Linked DNA regions of Pan troglodytes: region 2 is linked to region 1. The links are chromatin contacts, called in public Hi-C maps. All regions are on one chromosome and are shown on one strand. Each heading gives the region's core, a stretch centred on a gene start, on an enhancer-like site or on the middle of the called end of the contact. The rest is flanking DNA. Distances are from core to core; before and after follow the strand shown. Region 1 has its middle 46 kb from the start of NR1D2. Region 2 holds the start of LOC107970586.

The links. Hi-C and Micro-C count contacts between places; a contact is called where the count stands out from the background.
Region 2: a contact with region 1 is called in a Hi-C map of stem cell-derived neural progenitor cells, with 4 times the contacts expected there. The contact joins the promoter of LOC107970586 here to the enhancer-like site in region 1. A contact is called at or near these places in 3 of 7 Hi-C or Micro-C datasets (blood, induced pluripotent stem cells and stem cell-derived neural progenitor cells), 1 of 1 datasets of contacts at active chromatin or transcription factors (stem cell-derived excitatory neurons) and 1 of 1 other capture datasets (stem cell-derived neural stem cells).

What each region holds. Positions count from the first base shown.
Region 1 is chr2:27,980,613-27,987,221 of NHGRI_mPanTro3-v2.0_pri, reverse strand. No RefSeq gene overlaps it. Among named protein-coding and RNA genes, the nearest start is that of NR1D2, 46 kb to the right of the region's middle. Within about 2 kb of position 2,566, at least 15 of the 24 cell types and tissues checked have an H3K27ac peak or open chromatin away from gene starts, as enhancers often do. A contact at or near this core is called in stem cell-derived excitatory neurons and stem cell-derived neural progenitor cells, where this site is marked.
Region 2 is chr2:28,477,217-28,483,496 of NHGRI_mPanTro3-v2.0_pri, reverse strand. LOC107970586 reads right to left here and starts at 3,796. Exons shown (of 2, transcript XM_054680448.1): 1 at 3,204-3,796. The coding sequence starts at 3,794. It overlaps THRB (thyroid hormone receptor beta), which reads left to right and starts at 1,983. Exons shown (of 10, transcript XM_016940582.3): 1 at 1,983-2,562.

The sequences.
Region 1 (6,609 bases), core at 1,317-3,816:
TGGATGCTAGCCATTGACTGGGAGCTCCGCTGGGGCTGACCAGGGAGCCTACTTATGACCGCGCCAGCATGGCCGTCTCAAGGTGGCTGACTTCTGACATAGCAGATCAAAGCTCTAAATGCAAGTGTCCCAGCAACCAAAAAAGTTGCATAACTTTTTATGACTTGACCTTGAAGTCACATAGGTCACTTCTGTCATATTCTATTGGCCAAAGTGGTCACAAACCTGCCTAGATTCAAGGGAAGAAGCTCCTCTTAAGGGGAAGTGTGTCAAGAATTTACAGATAAGACTTTAAAACCATCACTATCACTATAAATACTATCACTTAAGTGTGTTATGTCATTGGAAGTTAACCACAAAGGCAGACGCTATTGCTGCCCTGTCCTATATCCCCCTGGTCCATGTCTGAGTTCAGTGGCAACTACGGTGGACAGTTCCTGTGACTGCTGACAGCTTCCTACCTCAGGTCCCCAAGTGTAGCATCCCCTGTTCCTTCCAGTTTTTCCTTTGTCCTGGCCAAGAAATACAAAGTGCCTTAACTGCTGTGTGACCAGTCAGCTGCGTATTTTTTCCTGCAGGCTTGAACCGAAGCCAGGCCTTGAATATTCCCAGACACTGATAAACTAATTTAGGTTGTTGCCTGAACCACGAAAAGAACAAACATGTTGCTAAACATGTAGAAAGTAGCCCCCATCCCTAAACAGAATTCCTTAGACCCACATATAAACTCCATACCTGGATCTGCATGTTATGGACATACCTAGACAGATCTTGTTTCACTGTCTGTCAAGCGGACACGCTGCAGCCCCCTCCATACATAAGTTCCCCTAATAAGTGTTTGCACTGATCACCCTGGCATTTAGTGTTTCTTTCTTTGGAATCCCATCCAGCCCCATCTCAGGATAGTTTGGGGCAGTTGCCTGCAGGAATTCCCCTGCTGCCACTTTTGGGCTGATTCCAGGCTCCAGTTCAGCCACACAGAACACCAGGTCTCTCTGTTTCTCAGCCTGAGGGTTTCTCTGGTAAGTGGGAACTGGCTCAGCATACAGAGGTAAGCTTTAGCCAATAAGAGACAGAGTCAGTGGACAAATACCCCGACTCCCTTGTCCCTTAGTGGGACAATTCTGAGGCACATTCAAGCGGTCCCCGACATGACTGAGCTCAGATGCCCTTAGTGGCACCCAGCTCATTAGGCCCAGCACAGGCTCTCCTCTCCCCCTCTGGATTTCTCCCTCCCTCATTTCTGCTTCCTGGCATCACTTCCCAGCAGCCAACTGCTTGTCTCTGAATTGGCTTTGGGAGCACTCAAACTAAACACCCATTATATGTGTCTGGGTCTGAGTATAAATGACCTCTAAGGTCCCTCCCTAGTCTGAATTCCTATTATCGTTATCATTTCATCCTTTCATCCTTTTTTTTTTTTTTTTAAGACAGGGCTTCCTCTGTTGCCCGGGCTGGATTGCAGTTATGTGATTACAGGTCACTGCAGCCTCCAACTCCTGGATTCAAACAATCCTCCCATCTCAGCCTCCAGCGTAGCTAGGACTACAGGTGCACACCACCATGCCCAACTAGTTTGTTTAATTTTTTGGAGAGATTGCAGTGGGGGTGGAGGGGGCGGTGCTCTTGCTATATTGCCCAGGCTGGTCTTGAACTCCTAGTGATCCTCCTGCCTCGGCCTAAGTGCGGAAATGGATGCTTTTATAAACATGGTTACCCGAGAAGCTCTAGGATTGTCCTGAGTTCTCAAAGAAGTCACAGGGTAAAGCCAAAATCACCCCAATGCCAGGGTGGATAACAATGTTTCATTAGTTGATCCCACCTTCCGAATAAAATAAAGCATTTCTTACTCCAAAAAAGAAAGTCCTCGCTCCCATAAAGTAGCCATAAAAATCAGCACTAAGCAATGGTGTAAAGTCTGAAAAATTAAGTGAGACTGCAAATAGAAATATCCCATTAAAACCTAAACTTTCATAGACAGCAAACTTAGGGTAATTGCAATGTCTATAGCTAAGGGTACATTTTGTTTTATTCTTTAACTTCTCATGCCTCCAAGAAGTACAGTCATGCACCACACAATGATGTTTCAATCAATGAAAAGCCACATATATGACAGTGGTCCCATTAGATTATGCCATATTTTTACTGTACCTTTTCTATATTTAGTTATGTTTAGACACACATACTTATCACTGTGTCAGAACTGCCTACTGTATTTAGTACAGTAACATGCTATGCAGCTTTGCAGCCTAGAAGCAATAGACTATACCATACAGCATAGGTGTGTAGTAGGTTATCCCATCTAGGTTTGGGTAAGTACACTCTGTGGTGTTTACAGGATGAAATCGCCTAATGACACATTTTTCAACAAGTATTCCTGTTGTTAAGCAACGCATGCATCCAGGCTCAAGTTATGCTCTGAAATTAGCTTATCAAATGAATCAGCCTTCCCTTGGCTCTTAAATCTTATATAATTAGCTTTGTAACATAATGCGTTCAGTGGCTGTGGGCAAAGCTCAAAGGAGTGAGAAAATCCATTTAGGGCAGTTGCCAGAATTTCCGGTGTTTCCTCAAGCTGAGCTGCTAATTCATTTTCTTGGCATAGCCTAGGATGGATCCCAGATCTGCCAGGCCCTTCTGGCTTCCCCTCCATTGGAAATGTCTTGAGATTCAGTCTTCTGTTATTTTGAGGCCTTCTTTTGATGTCCCACCTGAATGAAAGAAGTGTGGTCACAGAAATGACAGAAGTTTATCATTTGTCAAACCTCAGATTTGAGTGGGAATTGATTAACTGCGTTATGTGCCAACCATCCCCAGAGTTTCTCAACTCCCACAGCGTGTCAGCAACAAAAGTCACAAAACTGCATAGGAGACAGATACGCAGTTGTTTTCTTGAAAGAACTCCAGAAACCAAATTATACAATTTCTAACACTGGGCTAATTCAGGGGCCTGGTAAACATAGAAACCACAGAGGGGAGGGAAGAGGAAACAGGGGAAAGCAGGATGTCTGGTCTAATTCACCATTCACTTTGCTCTGCTCTGTTTTATAACAATGTCAGCTCTATGGAATAAAACAAAATGTGGCTTCTGTGTCTTTAAGGCCCAGGCAGCACTGGCAATGGATAGGTTTCCATAGCAACTTGTAATTCCACTGTCTATTAAGTGGAAAAGCAACAATAGAAAATCCCTAGCAAATAAAGTGTGATACCTCTCAATGACAATTATCTGCTTATTACAGTCTCGCTTTGAGTGCTTAAAAATACAAACACCTAGAATCTTTTACTATGTTTGAATGAAGCAGGGCTATTTCTTTTCTTCTTTTTCTTTTGAAAAACTCTTAGACACAAAAGAAGAAACAAGTTTCTGAGGGTGTTGAGACGTCAAGCCTCTTTGGTGGCCCCAGATGAATTCTCCCACTCTACACGCACACTGCACAAAAGCAGAAAGGAGGATTAAGCAATTCAGAAATCTACAGCAACATGAGGTGGATTCCCACCACAGGACCTCATCCAATCAGCGTCCATCAGACTTGCTTGTAAGAGGCCTGGGACCACATGAAGTCTAGGGCAGTGTACTTTGCACACACAAAAAAATTTTTAAGATTATAACCTCATTAAACATCGATAAGCATCCATCCATAGTCAATCAATTTAAATAACATTTATTGAAAGACTGTTAGGCAATTTGTGAGACACTAGAAAAACAAGAAAGACCTCTAGAAGCTCACAAACAGGGAATGGAGAGAAAAACAGAAATCTTTATGTGACCCGGTTTCTCAAGTGTTATGAGCTGAATTGTGCCTCCCAAAAATTCATATGTTGAAATTCTAACACCCAGTACCTCGGAACATAAACTTATTTAGAGATAGAGTCTTCAAAGAGGTCATTAAAATGAGAGAATTAAGGTGGGCCCAATACAATCCCACTGGTGTCCCTAGAGGGAAGACAATGTGAAGACACAGGCCCCTCCGCAAGCCAAGGAGAGAGGCCTGGAACAGCTCCTTCCCTCACAGCCCTCAGAAGGAACCAACCCTGCCCACATGTTGATCTCAGACTTCCAGCCTCCAGAACTGTCAAGAAATTAACTTCTGTTGTTTAAGCCACCGAGTCCATGGTCCTTTGTTACAGCAGCCCCAGCACATGAATAAACCAAGCTATATCCTTTTTTTTTTTTTTTTGAGACAGAGTTTCGCTCTTGTCCCCCAGGCTAGAGTGCAATGGTGCAATCTCGGCTCACTGCAACCTCCACCTCCCAGTTCAAGCGATTCTCCTGCCTCATCCTCCCCAGTAGCTGAGATTACAGGCACCTGCCACCACAGCCAGCTAATTTTGTTTTGTTTTTTTTTTTGTTTGTTTGTTTTTTGTATTTTTAATAGAGATGGGGTTTCACCGTGTTGGCCAGGCTGGTCTCGAACTACTGACCTCAGGTGATCCAACCCCCTCAGCGAAAGTGCTGGGATTACAGGTGTGAGCCACTGCACCTGGCCTATTCTTTTTTTTTTTTTTTTTTTTTTTTTTTGAGACAGAGTCTCACTCAGTCACCCAGGCTGGAGTGCAGTGGTGAGATCTCGGCTCACTGGAACCTCCGCCTCCCAGGGTCAAGCAATTCTTGTGCCTCAGCCTCCCAAGTAACTAGGATTACAGGCGTGCACCACCACGCCTGGCTAATTTTTTGTATTTGTAGTATAGATGAGGTTTTGCTATGTTGGCCATGCTGGTCTCGAACTCCTGGCCCCAAGTGATCCTCCCACCTCAGCCTCCCGAAGTGCTGGGATTATAGGCATGAGCCACCGTGCCTGGCCCCAAGCTATATTCTTCTAGAGCAGTGGTTCTCAATCTTTCAGCTGGAACAGAATCACCTGGAAAACTTGTTAAAACACAGACTGCTGGGCCCTACCCCCCAGCCTCTGATCCAGGTGGTCTGTCGTATGACCCCAGAATCTGCATTCTAGGTAGGGATGATGATGATGGTTGGAGGGCTACCCTTTGAGAACCACTGTACTAGGAGGTATTCAAGATACAGGCTGTATCTAATCCTAGCCAACTCAAGTCAGGAGGCGTCATGCTCTCTCCTCCCTGAATCTAAAGTGGATATGATTCCAACCTGAGTTTCACACCCAGGTGCAGTCACAGGCGGTATGCTGCCCAGGTGTGCTTGCCCCGCAGGAGAACACAATCACCAAAGCTGTATCTTACAGAGACCCTAAGCTTTAAGGCACAGTAAGCTTGTCCACTACTAAAACATGGCCCATGAATAAGTGTCCTGGGTTCTGAAATATTAGACCAGCAATTCTCCATTCATGGGGAAATGAGGCAGATGGATGAGGGTGGAGGTTTTCTCTCCTATCCAGGCAGAGGCACAGGGTTGGGGAGAGGGGACAGAAGGATTCTCCCTCTTTTCTCCTCCCTGTAACTCAGGCTACGGGGGCCACAGAAGGCCCAACTCTGGCCCTCCTCTGACTGTGCCCCTGCCCTAAGCCAAGAAGACACACCTGCCCAGAGCCCAGAACCCCTTCTAGACCAAGCTCCAATTAATGTAATTCCCTGCCCAGAGGGACCTGGGCCTTCCAGGCAGGCCCTGAGACTCTTTCCTTGGTCCTCCTGCAGGCAGACCTCACTGCCCATGGTGCGCAGACCTAGGCCCAAAGGGGTGGCTCAGGAGGTGACTGTGTGAAAGATAAGGTAGACAGCTTGGACCCAGGAGCTGGGATGTCCACCGTTATGCGTGAGAGGCTTAGCTGCAGGCGGGTACTAGGGGTGGAAGGAGCCCTATCTGTAGCATTTACTGATTTCCATAAAATCAATACTACTCCCACCATGGCCAATCTCAAGCTACCAATATGAAGTCAACTGGCTCACAAAATTCCTGAAACATTGGCTTTCATGAGCTGGTAAGAACTGGCCCCAGCACACCACTGGAGAGGTCCTTCATGCTAGGGGACAACGGCAGGAGTGGAAAAAGGACAAAGGCAGACTGAGGACCTTCATCTATTTTTGCTCTGGCCCTTCATGTATCTGGCCCTGCATTCCTATCAACCAGGATGTTGTTCTGGTCACCGCTGATGATGGCCATCAGTACTGAGCTCACAAAGAAGGACCCTTTCTTCCTTACTATTTGATGTAGAAGATATGAATGACTCTTGGTGTCCATATTCGTCCGTTGTCACAATGCTATAAAGAACTACGTGAGGCTGAGTGTGGTGGCTCAGGCCTGTAATCCCAGCACTTTGGGAGGCCAAGGCGGGTGGATCACTTGAGCTCAGAAATTCGAGAACAGCCTAGGCAACATGGAGAAACCCCATCTCTACTAAAAATACAAAAGTTAGCTGGGCATGGTGGTGCACACCTGTAGTCCCAGCTACTCGGGAGGCTTAGGCACGAGAATCACTTGAACCTGGGATGCAAAGACTGCAGTGAGCGGAGATGCCACCATTGCACTCCAGCCCGGGTGACAGAGCGAGACTCGGTCTCAAAAAAAAAAAAAAAAAAAAAAAGAACTACCTGAGGCCGAATATGGTGGCTCACACCTGTAATCCTAGCATTTTGGGAGACCAAGGTGGGTGGATCACTTGAGCTCAGCAATTCGAGACCAGCCTGGGCAACATGGTA
Region 2 (6,280 bases), core at 2,547-5,046, 500 kb before region 1:
CACTGGCCTCACTCACTTCTGCCCAATCCGAGGCCTATGAGGTTCTGTTTCATTCATTTTCTTACCCCAGTAGTTGTTAAATAAATAAATATATGAATGAATTGCTTTCTTGAACTGAGTCATCAGCTTAAAGGTATAGATCCTGGTAATGAGGATGTCTATGGTGAAATATGGGAATGGGTCCTGGAAACAGCCTTGGTGTGCCCTCTCAAGTCAGCTGGAACACATGACCACATAATCTAAAGTTTGAATAAATGTTCTTCCTTCAATCAAGTCATCATGACATTCTCCTCCATTGTCCTACCTTGTGTAAAACCAGAAAAATAAATGACATGATCTCTTGGTAACCCTTCTTTACCATCATCATGCAGCCTGTAGGACAGCCCTCAGAGGTCCTGTTCAAAATGGAACCCTAGTAGTTCACGTTATCATTAACATTGCAGTAAAACTGCCCTCCCCCATTGTTATAGAACATTGTTACTACCACAGTCTCATGAATTGTTTGAATAATGCCACGCCCTTTATTTATTTCATGCTTTAATTGGCTCATTTCTGAATTTTCTGGGCAAAATGAGATCAGAAAGACAAAGCCCTTGAACAAAGAGAAGCAACAGTTTTTGTTACATTTCGTTTTGTCCGCTGTATGTCTCCTTCTTAAATAATTTAGCTCCAAGTTATACTCAGGAAGAGAAAAAAATTAAAAGTTCCAGTAGGCCGAGAAGCCTATGATCCACCGTGTTGAAGGAAGATTTGCTTCACCTCACCACCCCCCAACCCTCTCCCCCCCCCCCCCCCCCCCCCCGCGGTAATACTAAGTTGTTCACACGCTGTGAAGAAGACCCGAAGACTAGGTTGTCAACTGTTGGGGCCTACCTGCGCCAGACTTCTTCCTCAGTGGCCAGCTTTCTCACCCCCAGTTAGCCACCAGGGGGCCGCCTGCTTGGAACAAGTGGTGTAGACGCCACAGCTTTTCTCCAAACCAACCAAAACATTCCGGGGCAGCTTTGGAGCAAAGCCCAGGAACTTCCCTGCAAAGGAGAACAGCTCTCCAACTACAGAAGCCTGCAAGTCCTGTGGTGCAGACTTATTAAGAGTAGAGAAGAAAGCACGGATTTCTCACCGAGGACCAAAGGGAAATGGGGTCTCTGGGGCCTGCAACTTTCTTAAAAGTGCATCAGTGAAACCCTGCTTATCCAGCGGGGTGGTTGTAAATGCTGTCAGCAGGGGCGGGGGGTCTCTCACCCCTTTCCCTGGGACGCTCAGAAGAAGCGAGAATAAAACATACATGTCACTGGCTGGAAATCTAGAGAACCTTCCAATAAATAACCTATACATTGTCAGGCAGCTGAGGATCCATATCGTCATACCTCTATTATATTGCGTGTTACACGAATAGATGTGAATATTAAATTATGATGTCGGAATTATTTTAATACTGTCTATAAGAAATTAATTGTACTCTGTTGTCAAAGTAGTTTTGTTGCAACTATAGTTCCTTATTGACTACCTTTTAGCTGAGTGAGGACTCGGTATTTCCCAAGTATCCTTCTAGCTCAGAAAGCAAGTCTCTTCTTGGTCTCCAGGACTTAAGGTCGGGGGCATTTGAGAGACCTATATTTGCCCGGGAAAGATCTCTTGAAGAGTATACATTATTTTTGTCTTCCTGGTTTTATCTATACATTTCCAGGGCAAAGACAAATTAATAGGGCGGCCGTTCTGGGACCTGAGGAGTGTCTCAGCCCTGTACGCGCCTCTCCCACGATATGCATAATGGCGGTGGGGGCGGGGGTGTCCTCCTTAAGGGCAACCCAGGCACGTCCCAAACTTCCATTCTTGGGGTGGCCGTGGTGTTTAAGAGAGCTGCCAGATGGTCGGACCAGCGGAGGCCCCAAGAAGAGCCAGAGCGCCCTGTATTCCCGACACGCGCCACAAGTGGTTTAGGAGCGGAGGGAGGAGCGCGGCGGCACGGGTCGGGCCGGTCGGGCCGGGCAAAGAAGGCCGAGACGTGCTCCTGGAAGACTCGCCCTCCGGTCCCGGTGTCACTCGTTCCCCATTCTTTCCTCTTCTCCAACTACAGTAATGACGCCCAAACCCGCACCTATGCGCGCAGGCAATCGGGTGGGTGGACGCGCGGCCACCAAACCCACACCACCGTCACCAACCCTGGGAGGGCACGGCCGGGATTAGGAGGAGGGGCAGCGCCCACACCTGGGGAGGCAGGTGCGGAGGCGGCCGGCCCGGGGACCTCGAGTGCGTAGGACTCGGTGTCGGGGTCGGGGTCGGCAAGCCGGGCGCTGTGAGCGCGTCGGAGCGCTGGCCCGGAGCCTGGCAGGGGGCGTCAGTACCGGCTGGGCAGCCCGGGGCGGTGGCGGTGGCGGCGGCGGCGGCGGCGGGGTGTGCGGCCAGGAGGCCATTTCCTCGCTGCGCCCCTGGCGGAGCCGGGTTTGCCTGCTCTTGGCCGCCGCCGCCACCGCCGCGCAAGTCGGACAGCCGTGAGGGCTGGAGGGGAAACCAGGTCACCGGTTCGCAGACGCGGCGCGGAGCAGGCGCCCCGGGCCCGGAGTAAGACAGCGCCCGGGAAGCGGGCCGGGGCGGGCCGGGCACGCGGGGGACCCGGAGAGGCGGGGACTCTGGTGCCCCAGCCACAGTAGCTTCCTACGCCTATAAAAGTGGAGAGACCGGGGAGGTGCGGCGCGGCCCTGGCTGCGGCCGCCTCTCTTCGCCCAAGGAGTTGACATTTTGCAGGACTCGCGCGACGCCCAGTCGCCGGCGCTCCCCGGGACCCCGCCGCCGGGAGGAGGGGGCGGAGGAGGGTGGAGACTGCGGGGCTTGGCCAAGGAAGGCGCACATCCTCGGGCGGGCGGCCGTGACGCGGCGGGGATTAACTTTGCATGAATAATGTGAGTGCGCTTGGAAAAGAGACCTCCTGCTCCGCGGGCTCGGGGCAAGAGCCCGCAGGCTACCTTCCCCGGGCAGGGGCGCTCAACCCAACCGGCTCCAGGGCACTGGTAATTTGGCTAGAGGACCGCGCGGAGGCAGCGGGGTGAGAGGAGGAGGGGGCGACAGTTCCAACTGTCCACAGGGTGGGCGGGATGGTGACGGAGCGTCGCAAGAACCCGGAGGGGTGCGGGCGGCTAAGCCGAGCGCGCGCGGGCGGGCAGGCGGGTGAGCGTGGGTGGTGGGGGTGTCATCAGCCTGATTACCTGCCTCCGCGGGGCTTCTGCGCCCCGGATCTGGGAGGAGGTGCCCTCTCGTGTTCGGGCACCGCGCGGCGGCAGGCTGGGAGCTACGGAGTGGACAGTGGTGGAACAGGGTGGCCGGGCTCTGTTCCAATCGCAGCGACTCTGTTCCTCAAACCCCAAGCCCAGCTGTTGACATGTTCCTTGTGAAATGGAGTTTGGCATCCTCAGCGCCGAACCCAGTGGAAGTTTCCATGATGAGGAAGTTGTGTGACATGGGGGTTCGGAAAAGGTTGGCAGGCCAGGGGGGAGGGTTAAAGGGACTGTGGGTCTCCCATCCCCCCTTTTTCGCCTGCCCCGGAACTCCCGGGCTTGGAAAGGAGAATTATCCTGAATGTTGGCGTGCGCCGTGGCCGGTGCCTGGCGACTGGGCTTCTCTCCGCCTCCTGGGGGCTTGGCGGGGATTTCGCTAGCCTCCTGGGTCGCGCTCCTTCGCTTTGCTTCTCTTGGCGCAGCATCTTCCTCTGGGTCGCCTCGAGTTGGTTGTGATACCAGTTGTGCCAGCTGTGTGACCTCCACCCCCTCGGAGAAGGACTCATTTGGGGGAATTTTCATTCTTAGTGGATTTTGCCCTTCTTAGCGGCAGTTGTCACTTTGGGGGAGGATTTCCCAATGACCATTGTGGGATTATTATTAGTGCTAATTCTTAAGCCTTCTTATTTATTTTAAGGAGGGGGAGGGAGAAAATGAGATGAATTTTTTTAAATGTACAAGTTTCCCCAAATGGAAAATTTTAAAAGAAGGATCTAGAAACATAACAATTCATAAAGTGAGTCAAAGAAAGGAAAGAGTTTGCATGAACAGCCAAGTTCAGATTCTCCATTCTCCTTTCTCCACATAAATTTAGAATTTTTGAAGATTCAAACACTGTGTAATCAGTAAATATATTTGAAATACCTTCTTCCTCAGCACATTATTGGTCTTGGGTACTAGTGAAATTCAGTTTTAAAGACCTGTGTGGAAGTTCAAGAAATTAAGCATTCCTTGCACAGTGTATTAATATCAAGCACAGCAGTTTATATAATGATAAACGTATTAGGTAATGTAGACCTGTTGGGCAATCTTCACATTATCTGGCTTTAGTTTAGTATGCTTATTTAAATTGTAAGGATGTATAGCATGCAGTGCACTGCAAAGAAATAAAAATTGCATTTTAACGTCTTCATGATTCATTCTGAATATTCAGTGACTGACCTGCTCCCCAATTCACTTCTGCTTAATTCTTTCTAATTCCGAAATCAGTCAGAGGCTAGGAAACAATGAAAAACGTGTTTCAGTGCAAAGTATTTTAAGCAGTTGATGTTTTTAGGATGTTTTCATGCCAGGTGGCTAAGTGTTTTAATTGAGTCAAACAGAAATTCAGTACCAAGTGATTTGTTTGGAGTGTTTTATACAAAGACATTGGTGAACGATCATTTATAATTTGAGCATGTTAAAGAAATACTAACAGAATCTATTTTTACCTGATCTCAGAGGTTTATTATATATTGGAAGTGAGACCATCTGCTAGTAAATATAGTTTGGCTTTATTTTATAGCCAGTGAAAATAAATAATACTGAGTATAGCTACAGAACTGGTTTTTTAAAGTGAAATAATTCCTGTTGGCATTACAATGCAAAGGTATACTTTTATTGACATTGGAATATTGTTACATAAAGCAACTGACATTATGTAGAGGAATGAATATTCCATGTCTCTCCTTTCAGTTTCTTTGTAGTAAATTCTGCCATAATTAGAGATGAATTAAGACAACTTCTTTTTAATCCATTATCTTTGGGAAAGGTGATTTCTTAAAATCGCCTTAAAAGCAGAGAAAGCTGTGGATTCCTTTCCTCTCCTGGGGTTTTTGCAGTTGTTTAAAGCATGAGTTGTGTGGAGCCACAAATGGTATTGCATGTTTCTTTTTTTAGTAAGCCCATCTTTTTGATGGAAATCAGAGTAAAGGTGATGGGTTTCTTCGCCCTGGTCTTCTCATTCTAGTGTAAGATTATGTGTCACCTTCTTAGAAAGCCCTTCTCTGACCACTTGAGCAAAGGCGGTCCCTCATTCCTTTTCAGACCCATCACACTGGTTTTTCTGTTTGTTTGTTTGTTTTGTTCTTCTTTTTCTTTCCTTTATTGTATTTGCAATCTGAATTGTTCATTTCAATTGATGCTTGTTGATCACCTGTATCCTTGCCTAGAATATCGAATCCATGAGCACAGGACTCTTGACTGCCTCACTCACTCTTATTTTCCAGCATCTAGAACAATACTTGGCACACAGTAGGTGCTGGATAACTCTTTGGTGAATAAATTAATGATTGTGTCCAAATATTATGTTCTCAAAAATACCTGACTACACATCCTAAGTGGGTGCCAGTTGGGCATGCCAAGATCTATTCTGTGTGTGCGTGTGTATGTGTGTGTTGCACACATTCCATGCTTATATGGTTCACTCTATTTTTTTTCTCTCTCTCTCTCTTTCTTTTCGAAATAAAAGCTGGCCTTCCATTCTGTGTAGTGACAATGCAAAGAGTTATTTCTGTGAGTTCCTCCTAAGGGCATTTGCCTTGAATACATGGAAATCCTCAGCAGCAGAATTTTTCTGACATGTTACCTTGATCCCTGGAAGACATTGACCTTCAACTCCCTGAATTTCAGCAGAATCTTTATGAGTTCCAGAAGCATTGCCAGTGCTAAGAGTGAAATTCCAGGGACTAGACTTCACTGGGTGATGGCAGTGTCTTCTCACTCAGCAGGTCCTGGCAGTGCCTCTGGCAATGGCAGCCCTAAGTAGACCAACCAGTGCATGGTGGTACAATTTGGGCTGCAAAAGTGGTGGTTGGTGAGGGGGCAAAATGTAGTGGTCAGGATCCAACACAAGATGGAAATAAATAGGTCTTGGTGATAGCTTTGAAAATAACCTGATAGTTATCATATGTTATTAGTTAAGTCAGCCAGCCTCTTTTTGCCCTCTTTTGCCGCTTCATAAAAGTATTCTGAACCAAATGATGGTGGGAAATATTGCATTATTTGAGTTTTCAAGTGACCAGAGCATA